Linked DNA regions of Sus scrofa: regions 2 and 3 are each linked to region 1. A link is a contact called in public Hi-C and HiChIP or PLAC-seq data. All regions are on one chromosome and are shown on one strand. The core of a region is the stretch at or near the end of the contact, and the rest is flanking DNA. Distances in the headings are between cores, read along the strand shown. Region 1 holds the start of BACH1 (transcription regulator protein BACH1). Region 2 holds the start of LTN1 (E3 ubiquitin-protein ligase listerin). Region 3 holds the start of USP16 (ubiquitin carboxyl-terminal hydrolase 16).

Region 1 (3,369 bases), core at 515-3,014:
AGCACTCCTTGGCCACTTCCTAAGAGTGCTGGCACCTCACCCACCGATCACCTGTACCAACAGAGACAACCCCAGCTTCAGCCCTCAGAAGCAACCCCTCTTGAGTGCTCCTTGGCCTTTTATAGTGGAGGCATGTGATGAGCCTATCTGCACCAGCTGTTCCTAATTACCTCTCAGGCTGGGGCGAATGACTCAGCAACCCAACTTTTTTTAAGGAGTCATCCACCTTGTTAGCCAACCAACCTATTGAACAATAGTAAACCACTTGACACAGCCAGAGGTTAAACAACAACAGTAAGCCGTGGTGCCATGCAATCACTTAAACCAAGGCCATCCTACCCCAAGCTGACTCACCGAATGTCTTTTTTTTTCTGCCCTGGGCTTCTCTAATCCAAAGGCTGAAGTGGCAAGCGTCTTCAAGCCCAGCCCAGCCCTTCCACCACTTACCCAGGACCAGGAAGAAGCAAGCCAGCCTCTTCCCATTTCTCTGCTTGACCATGTGAAGCGCCCCAGCGCTCTGTCACTACCACGTCCGGTCTTTCCAGCCTTTATCTTTCGGAACTGCTTTCAAGGCAAACCTTCCTGGACATAGATGAACAAAGACCTAGTCGTGGCACCCTTCAGGGTAACAGACCCAATACTGATATAATTCTCCAAAAAGACAGACATTCCTACAAAACAGCCTTTGTTCCTTCCAGCTTGACACTGTAGCTTGTTTTTCCCACACACGTTCTTTCACAATTACTACTACGCTATACACCCTGAATCAGCCCAAATTTCACGCAGCAGGCTCAGGGCACAAAAGCCTTTGCTACTCAATGACATAAAACTGCCCTGCAAAAAAAAAAAACCCAGAAAGCCACGGCACTCGTGTTACATTAGACGTACACAAAGCTGGTGTCTCTATGATCAAAATCTCTCTCACCTGACTGTGGGAGTCTTAAATTACAACGTGCGGGCAAAACTCCAACAAAGGGGGCCCTCGGATCTCCGGGGCCCCAAACCATTCTTCACTAAACCCAGCCCCTTAAGGTGGTGTTTTTGCTCCAGCCACGAACTCGGCCTGTCTTACGCGATTGCACGCGCGACACACACCCAGACTGGGCGGACGGGAGGCCAACAGCTCGCTGGACGCGGCAGCGGCCGAGGGTGGTGGGAGGGGGCGGGAGGACAATACGGAGCCGGGCCCGGCAGCGCGGGCGGTGCCGATGTGTCACAGCCCGGGCGGGCCGCGGGCTCGGACCCGGGTGACCAAGAGGCGGGGGTGGGGAAGCGAGCGCCCAGCCCCCCGCCCGCCGGCCCCGGGGTAAAGAACAGCGCGGGCCCGTAAACAACGGAGCGCGCCGCGCACCCGGCCCCAGGGCACCGACCGGTCACCCCTTCCGGCGGACGCGGCCACTTCCAGGAACGGGAACCGCAGCCGCCCCCCACGGGCCCCGCTTAGTAACCCCCGCCCAGAAAGCAGCCGCCAGGGTCCCCTCCGCCGCCTCCCCGGAACCTGCCCGCGGGCCGCCCCTCACAGGCCCGCGGCCCCGACCGCGCGCCGCCGCCGCGCGGACGCTCCCGAGGAAGGGCGCGCGGGACAGGAGAACCACTCACCAGAGCCGAGGCGCGGCGCGGCCCGACTGACTGCAGCGAGCAAGCCTGGCTGGCTGCGCGGGCAGCGATCAGGTGACTCACTCCCTCCGCGCGGCCAGCCGCCCCCTCCCCTTCTCTTCTCTCCGCCCCCCCTCCCGCCCCGTCTCCTCCCCTCCTTTCCTCTGCGGCCGCGGCCACCGCCCCCTCCCGGCCCTAGCCCCGCCCCTCCCGCTCGAGGCCCCGCCCCGTAGGCCTGTCTCGCGGGCCCCGCCCCACCCGCTCCCAGGCGCCTAAACCCCGCCCACAACGGAGGCCACGCCCCACCAGCGGCTTAGTCCTCTTTTCCAAAGATCGGTGCGGCTCCGTCAGCGCAGCCTGAAGCCCACGCGAGGGGAGGTGGAGAGGGACCTCGCAGGCCCGGGGCTGAGCAGGCCTCAGGGAGGCGATGATGGGATCCTGCAGCCTTCGCGCACCGTGCCCCTTTGCGAGCGCGACCCGCTGCCTGAAGGAAAAAGGCACCCGAGGACCACCTCCTCCTTTGCTGCTGAGAGCAGAAAGGAAAAGCCTGATGGCCTACTCGCTCTAAGTGTTGCCGGGACACCCGGAATCGAGCGCCGGCGGACACCACGAGAGTGGGAGAGCCCTGACCCAGTCCCTCCCCGGAAACCTGAGGGGGTAGCTTCTGGAAACCCTTTCCCTGGGGCCGGCGGGTCTCCCAGGTTCTCGAGGTGTCTAAACCTGCCAATAGGGATGCATCAAGTGCATCCAGGATTTTGTAGAAAGCATCTGGCAGCCCTGCTTGTGTCTGACAATGAAAACAACGGCGTCCGCTAACAGGTGTTCCTTTTACGCGGTGGCTGCCAGGAAACTTGGAGCCACGTTCAGCGCCCAGCGATGTCAGCCCGCCCATCTCAAGCCCTGGTCAGATTTTCATCTTGTGTTGTTTATTCTGGGTTTATCCAATTGTAGGTTTTTAAGTTATGTTCCCAAGCCAATTAGCATCTCTGGAGTCCAAAGCACCCTCTCTGCGAAAAGTTGCTCCCCTGGCAAAGCCTGCGCTTACCAATCTAGCGGGAGACCCAGCGCACTGACACTGTGCCAGCCAACCGGATTGAAGTTCCGATTGTGTGAAAGGATTTTACCATTGGCTTTTGAATTCAGGTGGAGAGATCGAAAGAAACTGGTGGCTGGACAGCACCAGCACCAGGATGTATGAGCTCATTCTTGCTCACCGGAAGATAGCCCTGGACCTCCCAAGGCAAAATAAATAAATAATAAAAAAGCTTCCAATATAATAAAGTCAGATACTGTCTCTAATATGACTGTGTTTGTAGTCACAGGCTGTGAGACTTAGGGCCATTTGAGTTACATCCAAAATGCACGAGAAAATGACGAGAGGGTCCAAGGAGTGAAGGGATTCATCGTGCCCTAGAATCAGGCAGAAGGTAGCATTTGCATTGGGTCTTAACTGGGAAGAATGGGGCCCTGCCGTCCAAGGAGGGAAGAACATATGCAATAGTCCAGAGGTTAAGAGGCAGATGGCAGTTCCAGGCTGCCTGAGTTCATGGTGGAATACAAATATTTAGTGAGAAGGGAGGAAAGAATAGTTTAGAATAGACATGAAATGACTGGGGTTCTTACACACACCTGAGAGTTTTTGAGGCTTCACTCTCCTTCCACCCTAAGCCAGTGGAATTCTATCTTTCCTTCCTCCCACACTTGTGCAGTTTCTCTTAGAGGAAGAACAGACCCTCCTCTTTGGGAGGAACTCTTCCTCCTTTACTCTGGACA
Region 2 (3,369 bases), core at 325-2,824, 300 kb after region 1:
TAATCTGAATTTTGAAGTTTGGAAGGAGGCCCTGAAAAGCTGGGTCTCAGCTCAAGCCCATGAAAAGAGGGGGGGTTCCTGGCTGTAGTTTTTCTCTGGCGCTCAAAGAAGAGACCCCGTGATGCTGGGACTCTGATTTCTGAGATGAGGCCACCATTGGCTGTCTCAAGAGCTCGGAGGAGGGGCTCCATGGAGGTAGCACTCAGACCTCTGAGGGGAACTAGAGTTCTGCCTGGCTGCTGCTGGTGCCCCTAAAGGATGATTCTGATTGCTGGAGACTGAAAACATCTTCTGCCTAAACCAATTTTTGCTGCCGGGCAAAGCGCTGCTGCTCGGATGATGCTAACAGTATGGAGCAAGTCCCTTCTATTTGCTCTTCTCTTTCGGTCTGCATCTAGTCCCCTGTTGACAGAACATAACAGGAAGCCAGTTGACTAAAGGAGAAATAGTTTGCAGAGCCTCAGTATCATAGAGTTGAGTATAAAAGGTTGAGTGCATGGGCATGAGCGACAATAAACAACAACTTCTGGAGTTCCCGTCGAGGCGCAGTGGTTAACTAATCCGACCAGGAACCATGAGGTTGCGGGTTCGATCCCTGGCCGGGCTGTGGTGTAGGTTGCAGACAGGGCTCGGATCCTGCGTTGCTGTGGCTCTGGCGTAGGCCGGTGGCTGCAGCTCCAAATCGACCCCTAGTCTGGGAACCTCCATATGCCGCGGAAGCGGCCCAAGAAATGGCAAAAAAAGACAAAACAACAACAACTGCTTATGTTTCCCTAAATGTGATTCTAAGAAGCAAAATCACTAACTAAAAAAACCTGTAAATTTCCAACTTTATTTTTTTATTTTGTAGTCTTTTGCCTTTTCGAGGGCCGCTTCCCGCGGCATATGGAGGTTCCCAGGCTAGGGGTCCAATCAGAGCTGTTGCGGGTTCGGTCCCTGCCCTTGCTCAGTGGGTTAACGATCCGGCGTTGCCGTGAGCTGTGGTGTAGGTTGCAGACGCGGCTCGGATCCCGCGTTGCTGTGGCTCTGGCATAGGCCGGTGGCTACAGCTCCGATTCGACCCCTAGCCTGGGAACCTCCATATGCCGCAGGAGCGGCCCAAGAAATATCAACAGCAACAACAACCACAAAAAGACAAAAGACAAAAAAAAAAAAAAAAAAAAAAAAAAAGTAAAATCTGATTTAATTATCCCAAGTGGGCCTGACAGTCTGTATTTCTAAGAAACATCCAGATGATGGAAATAATAGCATTTTGAAAGGTCTAACATTTTCTCATCTTCCCTCAGCCACTACCATGTCTTTCTGTTGCTGTCCATGTGTGAAAATGCCTCTTACTTATGCTAATCCCCTACTGGCTAAACAGGGTACAAATCGTGCTGCAAAAAAGAGGGAAAGCACAATTAGGCGCCGTGGGTCCAATGCTTCGCTTCCTATTGGACAGAGATGACGTCATTCAGGTGGGTGGGCGCGGCTCTAATTATGACGTCACCCAAGGCTGAGGGTCAGAAGCGCGGCTGGAGGCGGGAGAGGAAGTGGGGAGGCAGGAGGGTGAGGTAGGTGGCGGAAGGGGCGGGCCGAAGGCAGTCTTTTTTGTGGGCCCTTTTCCGGTGCGAGGGACCGGAAGTTGTGGCCCGGCTGTGTCAACCGGGGGCTGCCGGCTGAAGGTGCTGCTAAGACCGCTACCATGGGCGGGAAGAACAAGCAGAGGACCAAGGGGAACCTGAGGGTGAGTGCGGGGTGGCCCAGCCGACCGGGGAGTCCTCTCCTCGCAGCGGCAGACTCCACCCCGTGTGCACGGCTGGAGGATATGTGGAGCGTGGCTGTGGGGAAGCGTGTGTTTGCGTGTCGAGTGTGACCTCTCTGTTGTGTGTGCGTCCCTGCGGGCGGGGTGGGTTATCTCTGAGCAGACTGGGGAGTCGTGAGAGGAAAGATGTCCCATGCCAGAGCTGTCCCTACTCGAGCACAACCCTCCTTCCTACATTTTCGTTAAGAATTTGTTCAGTGTCAGCTTCACTTGGAAGGTTACCTGGCCAGGGTAGCGGGGGTAGGTAGTATCGTGAACAAGGGAGTTGGGTGGGAAGCAGTTGAAGTGAGCTTGGTGTGTAGGGTATCTCGGACCACGTCGCTCCTTCGCTCAAAAACCTGCTGTGGCTTCCCATATCCTTCGGGGTAAAGGCCAAAGCCTTTACGATGGTATACACGGTATGTGGTCTTCTCGGGCCCCTTTCCGTCTCCGACCCCGTCTTCCAACTCCCTTCTCCCTCACCCCATCTGGCCACACTGATCTCTTCACTGAGCCTTGACCTTGCCTGGCAGGTTCCCTGATGCTCTCTTGTTAGGTGGCTCCAAATTTTGCCTGAGACATCTCAGTCAGATCTCTCCTATTTTAAATTGTAGCCCCCTTCCCCGTTATCCTTTCCTACTTTATTGCACCATTACACTTATGACTTCTAGTTGACTGTCCCGCTTCATTTACTGTCTCCTTTCAGCAGGATGTAAGTATGGGATATAAGTATTAGGAAGGCAGGTGGGTCTGGTGCCGTTAGCCTCGGAGCCTAGAACAAGGATTGGCATATAGCTCACTAAATATGTGTTTAAACCCCAAAGTGGACTACACCTGTACGATTGGGGATGTTATAATGATTTCTTTTGTGGTATTAGGTTTATTATGACACAAAGTTTTATGAGAATGCTTTTCCCTGTTTCTAGTCCAATTCTAGTGATTTCAGTATGACATTTTCTTAGATCTGCCACTTGAGCTGTTTTGAAGCTTAATAATATCAATAATAATAGTAACTTACCTTGTGTCCAGTACTTTTTTAAATGCTTCATTTGTATTTGCATTTTAATTTTTATTTAAAAATTTCCTCCGTGTTTTAGTTTTGAAATATTTTATTTATTTATTTGTCTTTTTGCTATTTCTTGGGCCGCTCCCGCAGCATATGGAGGTTCCCAGGCTAGGGGTCTAATCAGAGCTGTAGCCACCGGCCTACGCCAGAGCCACAGCAACGCGGGATCCGAGCCGCGTCTGCAACCTACACCACAGGTCACGGCAACGCCGGATCATTAACCCACTGAGCAAGGGCAGGGATGGAACTCGCAACCTCATGGTTCCTAGTCGGATTCGTTAACCACTGCGCCACGACGGGAACTCCTTGAAATATTTTAAAAATGAAGAAAAGTTGCGAGAATATTAGAGCAACTTGTAAATTCTTTACCTAGAGTCACCAATTATTAATCTTTGATCACATTTGTTTTCTCTCTCTAAATATATGTATTTTGTTGAACCATATGAGAGTTAGTTGCAGAAATCATGACCTTTAACTTCTAAATACTTCAGCATGTATATTCTTTTGCCACACCCGGGCA
Region 3 (3,369 bases), core at 580-3,079, 280 kb after region 1:
GGAGAGGGAGGGAGTGGGAGGGATGGGGAGCTTGGGGTAATCCGATACAACTTGGAATGGATTTACAATGAGATCCTGCTGAGTAGCATTGAGAACTATGTCTAGATACTTACATTGCAACAGAACAAAGGGTGGAAAAAAAATGTATACATGTAAGTGTAACTTCGCCCCCATGCTATAAGTGGAAAAATAAATTAAAAAAAAAAAAAAAGAAAGAAAGCTCATAGGATGGTAGAGATGGAAATGAAATGCAGATCTTTTGGTTCCAAGACAGAATCAAGCCAGTCTTTTTGATATTCTCCACTACAAAACACCTTGGCCCCACCTCTCTGCCTTTAATCCCTAGCTAGAAGTTCTCTCTGTCCATCCAAATTTTCCCAGTCTTCCAAGATTTCCATTTCAGTGGAGCCTTAGGTAAGCCATTCTAAAGAACCTCTCAACTGAACTTCCCAGGCATGTATAGTGTGCACTATGCATCCTTTACCTTAATCAGATACAAAAGTGAGCTGCTTCTTTAATCTTTAACTTGAACGTGTGTTATTTCTCTATCTGGAATCTAAAGTTCTAGGAGAAAAAAAAAACAAATTCTAGGAGAAAGAAATGGTATTAGGCGTTACTTCTGAATTGACTACAGCATCTAGCATAGTGTTAGTATATATTTGGTCAAGAAATACTTCTTACATAGAAATAGAAAAAGAGAATAGTACCTGGAGGCATAAAGGATGATTATAAGGTGCAAAAGTAGGTACGTAAGAATGAAGCACACAAGTTCCGATGAAAAAGAAAAAGGTAAAGAATGAAGAAATCTGCAGTACAGAAGACAGCACTAATAAATCTGCTTTGAAGACAGCAGTACCACAGACGCCAAAGGAAAACTTGAAAGACGAACTGTAATTGCTGCAGGCAGAAGACAGTAGGGGGTTCGCTTCAATGATGTGTAAAGAGCTCCAGGAAAGTTTTGACAACTACAAAGGGCATCTAATGAGTTGTGAAAAGAGAGGACTGTCAGTTCCATAAGCCTGAATATCAATAAATCTATTAAAGTTTTCAGGTGAGTCTTTATATGAGCATTACCTTCTTAGCCAAATTACTCTGTGCAGGACTCCACACAAAATTTAATCAAAGCTGGTCTTGGCGACTTTCACATTAATCCAGTTCCCTTCCCTCTCCACCCTCCTAGTCTTCCCAAGCTTTTGCTCCGTTCCATTACAAAAATGCAAGCGTTTGTAAATTTTTGCCAGCAGGACTAAAACATGGCTTTCAAGTTTGCATAATTTGTCCTACCCTGGGAGCAGTGGATCAGTTAGGTGACAGATCTTGCCTTCCACTAAACACCACACGGTCGGGGCAGCAAACCCAGCCCCAACCCGTAGGATGCCCCTAGCCTCGCGGCACCCGCCACACCTCCCCTTCCCTTCCAACTGCTCCATACCCACGGGGGAACCTCGGGGTCCACGGGGTCGAGAAGGGCTCCAGCACCGACAACTCATTGGCCAGCTCCTGGAAGTGACAGGACATGAGGCCAATGAGAACACGGTACCGGGCCAAGGCCAGGTAACGTGATTATGGAAGAAGGGCCTTCGAGAAGAGAAGGAAGTCGGGGCAGGAAATTCAGGCTCCCGGCGAATGGTGACTGCGAGGTTATGGGGCAGAACTCACCCACGGCGACAGAGCCCATAACTGCATCCCCTAATGGGCCTTTGGGCTGGGCAACCAGCTGCGTCTTCCTCCTGGTGACGAATTGAGAGCGACAGAGCCGAAGCCAGCGTGACCCCTAGAAAGCAACAACTTCCGGTACGCAGCATCATGGGAAGTGGCTTTGGCCCCAGGATCCAGCGGCACTGACGCTGCTTAATCAGCGCCTGCGCGAGGCTCACGCCCGGAAGTCTGGACGCCTCCTCACCCGGAAGTCTAACTGTCAATCAGTTTTCCCCGCTCGGCAGTCAGTCTCTGAGGTTATCTAAATAATTCTAGGAGTTCCCGTCGTGGCGCAGTGGTTAATGAATCCGACTAGGAACCATGAGGTTGCGGGTTCGGCCCCTGCCCTTGCTCTGTGGGTTAACGATCCGGCGTTGCCGTGAGCTGTGGTGTAGGTTGCAGACGCGGCTCAGATCCTGCGTTGCTGTGACTCTGGCGTAGGCCGGTGGCTACAGCTCCGATTCAACCCCTAGCCTGGGAACCTCCATATGCCGCGGGAGCTGCCCAAAGAAATAGCAAAAAGACAAAAAAAAAAAAAAAATTCTAAAAGTATGGGTATGTGGCCGGAAGTTTGGAGTCTCATGGATTGTTACCTTACTCAAACATATCACATCTGAAGATGTGATGGGGGGGCGGCATTTAAATTTCACGCAGTTTCCATAGTTCTTTCCAATCAGTTTCTAAAGTTGAGTATTTAAATAAATGGTCTTGAAGTAACTTTGCTGACGGAGGGTAAAATTTATAAATAATTACTGTTTATTTGTTCGAAATAGCTAAGTGCCAAGCCTTCTGCAGAGCAACTTAAATTAACTTAGGCCTTGTCTTATGCAGAAGACACAATAATCTTTAGGGGAAAAAGGATGCAGATTCCAGTAGAAAAGTAGGCCACGGTTATAAACAGATAATTCACAATAATAGAAAATGATATGGGAGTTCCTGTGTGGCTCAGTGGGTTAAGGATACCATGTTGTCACTGCTGTGGCTCACGTTACCACTACAGCAAGGATTCAATTTCTGGACCAGGAATTTCCATATGCCATGGGTGCAGCCAAAAAAATTTTTTTCAATAAAATAAATAAAAGAACATGGTATGAGAAGTTCCCATTGTGGCTTAGTGGGTCACCAACCCTACTCATATCCATAAGGATGCAGGTTCCATCCCTGGCCTCGCTCAGTGGGTTAAGGATCTGCCATTGCTGCAAGCTGAGACGTGGGTTGCAGATGTAGCTTGGATCTGGTGTAGCTGGGGCGTAGGCTGGCAGCTGCAGCTCCACTTTGACCCCTAGCCTGAGAACTTCCATATGTCACAAGTTTAGCTATAAAAAGAAAAAACAAAACAAAAAGCAGATTTGGAGCCATTGTACCACCTGCTTCCCTTTCCTAGAATGCTGTTCCCCTTTGATCTTACCCTAATTTTGTTCATACCTTAAAAGTCACTTTCTCACAAAGAAATTGAAAGAGCAACCTAGTTAACATAGCCACCCAATCACATCACCTTATTTTACTTTTCAGCCTAGCAAATCACTATCTGGTATTTTTATTTCACATTTACCTCTATATTTATCTTCCCCACCCCATCCCCCTACCCTCATAAATACACAGAAACAAGTAAATGTAAACTTTTTGAGAGATGGGACTTTTTTTTTCTTTTTATGGTCACACCCACCACAT

The links. Hi-C and Micro-C count contacts between places; a contact is called where the count stands out from the background. HiChIP or PLAC-seq counts read pairs in DNA pulled down with a chosen protein or histone mark.
Region 2: an H3K27ac HiChIP or PLAC-seq map of alveolar macrophages shows a contact between it and region 1. The contact joins the promoter of LTN1 here to the promoter of BACH1 in region 1. A contact is called at or near these places in 1 of 5 promoter capture datasets (fetal liver) and 1 of 2 datasets of contacts at active chromatin or transcription factors (alveolar macrophages).
Region 3: a contact with region 1 is called in a Hi-C map of skeletal muscle, with 6 times the contacts expected there. The contact joins the promoter of USP16 here to the promoter of BACH1 in region 1. A contact is called at or near these places in 1 of 5 promoter capture datasets (fetal liver), 4 of 47 Hi-C or Micro-C datasets (alveolar macrophages, heart right ventricle and skeletal muscle) and 1 of 2 datasets of contacts at active chromatin or transcription factors (alveolar macrophages).

What each region holds. Positions count from the first base shown.
Region 1 is chr13:192,654,684-192,658,052 of Sscrofa11.1, reverse strand. It overlaps BACH1 (transcription regulator protein BACH1), which reads right to left and starts at 1,764. Exons shown (of 5, transcript XM_021070889.1): 1 at 1,600-1,764.
Region 2 is chr13:192,356,967-192,360,335 of Sscrofa11.1, reverse strand. LTN1 (E3 ubiquitin-protein ligase listerin) reads left to right here and starts at 1,574. Exons shown (of 30, transcript XM_013982552.2): 1 at 1,574-1,726. The coding sequence starts at 1,685. RWDD2B (RWD domain-containing protein 2B) reads left to right here. Exons shown (of 5, transcript XM_013982555.2): 5 at 1-364.
Region 3 is chr13:192,375,310-192,378,678 of Sscrofa11.1, reverse strand. It overlaps USP16 (ubiquitin carboxyl-terminal hydrolase 16), which reads right to left and starts at 1,829. Exons shown (of 17, transcript XM_005670321.3): 1 at 1,660-1,829. The coding sequence starts at 1,678.